Regions from separate parts of the Capra hircus genome. Here region 1 is linked to region 2. A link is a contact called in public Hi-C data. All regions are on one chromosome and are shown on one strand. The core of a region is the stretch at or near the end of the contact, and the rest is flanking DNA. Distances in the headings are between cores, read along the strand shown. Region 1 has its middle 84 kb from the start of CCER1. Region 2 has its middle 15 kb from the start of POC1B.

The links. Hi-C and Micro-C count contacts between places; a contact is called where the count stands out from the background.
Region 1: a contact with region 2 is called in a Hi-C map of liver, with 13 times the contacts expected there. The contact joins two enhancer-like sites. A contact is called at or near these places in 2 of 5 Hi-C or Micro-C datasets (blood and liver).

The regions. Positions count from the first base shown.
Region 1 is chr5:20,564,088-20,566,787 of ARS1.2, reverse strand. No RefSeq gene overlaps it. Among named protein-coding and RNA genes, the nearest start is that of CCER1, 84 kb to the left of the region's middle. Within about 2 kb of position 1,292, at least 1 of the 5 cell types and tissues checked has an H3K27ac peak or open chromatin away from gene starts, as enhancers often do.
Region 2 is chr5:19,186,567-19,189,266 of ARS1.2, reverse strand. No RefSeq gene overlaps it. Among named protein-coding and RNA genes, the nearest start is that of POC1B, 15 kb to the right of the region's middle. Within about 2 kb of position 1,331, at least 2 of the 5 cell types and tissues checked have an H3K27ac peak or open chromatin away from gene starts, as enhancers often do.

The DNA.
Region 1 (2,700 bases), core at 43-2,542, 1.4 Mb before region 2:
TGACTAGAGCAAATTACACGTAGGTATCCAAAGTCAAGAAGAGTGGAAATACACTTTGTCTCTTCTGTGGGAGGAACGACAGTCATATTGCAAAACGTGTGGGTATAGGGAGCAGTGCTGTGGCCAGTAATATGATCTACAGTACATTATTCCTTGCCTTGCCTGGTGGTTCTATAGGTTTTGCTTCGGCCATTGCATCTTCCAGATATTCTCACCTGACTCTAAGCTGGTTTTGGTGCTTCAAAGTGCTTCCCTAATTGCCTATGTGTATCTATTTTTGCCATAAGGGGAAACTTTAGAATTGTAATTTCTGGTATCAACTTTATTTTCTTTCCATCATAATGACAATTTCTTGAGAGTAACAATTCTGTTTTGATTTTATTTTTACTCACATTGGTAGAACATATGATATGTATTCAATAATGGTCTGTGGTAATGATCAAATACCTGAATGAAAGAAGAGTAGATGAATGGATATTGTAAGGAAAAGGTGATAATGGCTTGAACCAGAGCAGTGTCAGTGAGAATAGAGAGGAGGTAATTAATATAAGCCATGTTTAGGAGGTAGAATTGCCAGGCCTTGGTGATTTTATGGAGAAGGGTAGTAAAATTTAAGCAAGACATTTAGGATATCTCCCAGGTTTACAGGTAGAGCACTGGGATAAGTAAGGGCCATTCATCTGGATTAAAAAAAGACAATAGAAGGAAAGCAAATATTGGAAAGCAAAAACAAAGATTTAAATATAATCCATGCCCTTTTATTTCAAAATATATAGACCTTCCAATTAAACAAGGAGGTACTCCAAATGCACATGTGTTATCTGGAAACTGCGGTTGCAGCGATGCTCAGGATTGTCCAACATCCCATGACACTCAGGTGCTAGTTTTGAAGTCTTAGAATGCTAAGCTGAATTGTTGTTCCTCTTTCTCTGTGCATGAGTTTCTTCTAAGCTGTATATCTTCATATACAACTCTATACTATGTGGTCAACTTTTTCTTCTAATGTGCATTTGGAGTACCTCCTTGTTTAATGGGAAGGTCCATATATTTTGAAATGTGAAATAGGTACAAAAATATCTCTGATCTGTTGCCAGTGGAAATAAGATGGTGAATTAGAAAACACGTAGTCTAGTGTGTAGCAAATGGCACACAAGTATTTTATAACGTTCTCTCACAGTTTCTCAACCTCAGTTGATATTATGAGCCAGATGAGTGTTACAGATGGGGAGGGCTTTCTCCGGCACTTTTGCATATTTAATAGCATCTCTGACCTTTATCCACTAGATGGCAGTAGTTTCCCTGAGTGTTCCAGTGAAAAATGTCTCCAGACATTAGCAGATGTCCCTTGGGGAGAGAGGGAATGCCCAGTCCTCCCCAGCTGAGAACCATCATTGTACCTGAATATATACACAGGAGGTAGATGGCAGTGTAGTCCATTTTAGGTGGAAAGGGAATATCGAAACAGAGAGAGGAACATTTTTTTGTGGGTAGTCTACAGAGGTGAGCTGAAGAAAGTGACCTACATTTCAAAAACGTACAAGTAGATATGCTTTTGTCTTCCCTCCTTACTGTTTTTCATGTCATATCCTGACATGAATTCAGTAACCCCCATCCACAAATTCCATATCTCCAGGTGACTCTTTAGGGCTAAGATATTCATTTCTGGGCTTCCATGAGACTTTTTTTTTTTTCGCTCTGCCTCCTCCCCCAAATCAGAAAAAGCTCAGTCCCCAAACCAGTCAAGCCTAAAAACTATTCTCCACTACCATCTTCCAAGAAATTAATCTGTTACATATTTCCTGCTGTGTGTAAGGCAAGTCTCTATAGTTGCTAGAGATTACTGATATCTCTAACGGGGTTGTATGATTGATGGCTTTTCTAATGTAACCACTGAAATGGCTTTCTTCTGTGGCTTTAAAGATTTAAGAAGTCAGGGGCCTCTTTAAAATAGAGGGTAGAGGGAGGATTCTAAGAGATAAGAAATTAGAAGAATTTGACATAAATTACTTTTTCCAATTGAGAATGTGTTTCTTTTGGAAATTCAGAGACATAAAAAATGAAAAACATGCTTCAAGCACAAGTGGGTCATGAGAACATATATTCTTTAGATAGTTATTTTTGTCAAAATATTTCGTGGATTCCAGGTAAATAGCATGATCTTGTCAGATAAATATGTTTTTACTTTAAATTACCTTGTCACTCTGAGTGAGACAAAATGATTGAGCCTTTGTTGTATGCTGTGCACAGTCATGTCAGACTCTTTGCAACCCCATGGGCTGTAGCGCATCAGGCTCCTATGTCCATGGGGGTTCTCCAGGCAAGAATACTGGAGTGGGTTGCCATGCCCTCCTCCAGGGGATTTTCCAAACCCAGAGATCGAACCCAGGTCTCCTGCACTGCAGGCGGATTCTTTACTGTCTGAGCCACCAGGGAAGCCCAACTGAGCCATTAGTATATTGATTTTCATCCCCTAGACTGGATCTTAGGTGCAAATAAGTCCATGAAAAATAAGCTTCCTCTTATTTGGAAAAATATCTTCCAAGCACAGGGTTTTCTGGGAGAGAAGTTTCCAAAAACAGCCAGATGTATTCTGATGGACAGAAACTGGAGTCAGGCAGCGTGGGAGTATCCAAAAGAACACTGAGACCCAGACAGCGAGTAGGGAGGATACAGTGGATGGCTTTCTTCATTAGATCATGC
Region 2 (2,700 bases), core at 82-2,581:
CGACTCTTTGTGACCCCATGGACTGTATACTTGAGTGGGTAGCCTTTCCTTTCTCCTGGGGATCTTCCCAACCCAGGGATCAAACCCAGGTCTCCTGCATTGCAGGCAGACTCTTTACCAGCTGAGCCACAAGGGAAGCCCTAGGTCCTTGTTGATTATCTATTTTATTTATAGTAGTGTGTGTATGTCAATCCCTGATTTATCCATCCCCCCCCAAACTTACTCCTTTGGTGGATCAAGTTAGTTTTCTAAATCTGTGTCTGTTTTGTAAATAATTTCATTTGTTCATTTTTAAGATTCATTTGTATCATTATTTTTGGATTCCAGGTATAAGGGATATCACATGGTACTTGTCTTTGTCTGACTTATTGGAGATTTGGTTTATGGAAGGGGGTGGCAAGGGAGACGACCTGGTGTGAGGTTGGAGTGTTGTTCATCAAGTGGTCAGATCAGTGGTCAATACAAGGTGCTGAGTATATGTCTGTAGGCACCCAGGGTGGAGGCGGAAGTGGCTTCTCTCACTGTTCCCTGAATAACCCTCTTCAAGAAGGTTATCTTCCTGTCCCTGAAACATTTTGTATCTAGTGAGTTTGCGGTCCTTGTGCCAAACAGGGAGGCATATTTCCACTGCTCAGCCCTGAAAATGCCCCGTGGCCATCTCCGGCTGTGCCTGCCATAATTAAGGGCAAAGCATTGGGTGTTTCTATGGGCCAGTGTGATTGATTCTGTTTAACAAGGAGAAATTGGATTGCTACCAAATGGGGACAGTGCTGCGACTGGAGCCCATGGGATTTATCACACTCCCTGTGCGGCTGACATGGTCAATGGGAGACCAGAGCAACTCCGTAATGACAGGGCACTGAGTATGATGGCTGGGTCCTGAGGAATTGAAGGGTTGGCTCATTCCTTCAGGTCAGCACTGCCTTCACGGCCAGGGTGCTAGCTGAGAGTCAGGGCATCATGCGCAGAGCGGGCGGGAGAAGGAAGTCAGGATGGTCACGTTACATCTGCTCAGGCCTGGGGCTGCAGCGGCTGGACCCTGCTGTCCCTACTTGCTCCTCGCGCCCTGCTGGGTTTAGCATCCAGGAAGAAGCAGGAACGAACTCCGTCATCCCCCAGTGATGACACTGAGTGTTCTCATGGCTGGGGACCTGAGCTGCTTTCTCCAGCGGAGGAAAGGACTAGAATGGAAGCTGAGTGACAGCAGGGCGGCCTGGCCTGGTTCTTCTTAGCTCTTTTCTCTGTCCTTTCTGGCCAGGCTCTGGGGCCTGGAGTCTGACCGCTACTGCACCAGGCGCCTGGCATGCTTTCCCTGCCCTCTGACCGGAGGCACTGGCAGGAGGCCAGCGGGCAGGAGGCGGGCGAGGTCGGGGGTGCATCCGCCTTCCCTGGGCTCCTGCTGGCCAAGGCTCCAGCTCCCAGCCGTGGGTCTCCCTGGGCAGCTCAGCTCTCAGCACACCGAGAGCTGCACTCCTCTCTGGGGCTGAGGGCTAATCCCTGGGTGTCTCCCTAGATCTTGTCGGCCCCATTAACCCTGCCCACGCCTCTGTAAATAATCCCTGTGCGCAATGCTTTTCAGTTAAACCCCATTGAGAGTGCCATCTGTTTCCTGCTAAGACTTCCAGTGGATAGAGCAGGGAAAAATCGCTGAGAAATTGAGATACCGTTGGCTGCTGTGAGGAGAAGGGAAATTTAGGGGATATACAGGCCAACACATTACAGTAGGCCAGAATCCATGCCTTTCCACAGACTGAAAAAAAGAAAGAAAGAAACCAGTCATCCTGACTGGTCTGAGTTCATAGTTCTTGGTTGCTGTTTGTTTTGTTAAGGGTTGTCAGGTAGAAAAAGCGTGTGACGTGAATTGGGGTGTGTCTGAGATTGAGGGGATTCCTTCAGTGCTGAGTCAAGGACGGTCCTGGACAGGTTGGGAAGCCGGGGGCTTACCTTCATCTCAGACTTGAGTCAGGACCTCCAGAGTCCTCCCCAGCGGACCCTGCTCAAGCAATGTTCCAGGCAAAAGAGCACACTTCTAGAATCACGTGCTCTCCCCTCTCAATCCACAATCAACGGCAGACACCTTCTCTGGCTCGGGGCATCCTTTCCATTAATCCTGCATATAGTCTGAGAAGCCCTGACTGTTGGTCTAGGCAGCCAAGATCAACTGATCAGAGTCGGAATGCCAGACGAGAGCTGTCTGCCCCCTCGGAACTTAGAGCTCTGACCCCTAAACCAACAGCTGAACTGAGTCTCCTTAGACCCTCCAGAAGACTTTTCTTTTTTTTCCCCTTATAACCCTGGACCTTGCCAATGTGGCAGTATGGTCTTGTTGATTCCTTTGGTTCCTCAGGCCAAAAACCTGACCTTGTCTTTCTATCTCTCCGTCCACTGTAGAAGCTTCAGAGGCTGACAGCTGTCGTAAAGACAGCGGCTCATACCTTTGTGACATTAACATGTGTGGTGCTGTTCTTCCTTCCTTCCTTTCTTTTCGGCTCTGCTGGGTCTTCATTGCTGATCAGGTTTTTCTCCAGCTGCAGAGGCGGGGCTGCTCTCTGGCTGTGGTGTGCGGGCTTCTCATCGCCACAGCTTCTCTTGCTGCAGAGGGCCGTAGGGTGCACGGGCGTCAGTAGTCACGGCTCCCAGGCGCGAGAGCGCAGACTCCGTAGTCGTAGCTCACAGGCCTAGCTGCTCCACACCACGTGG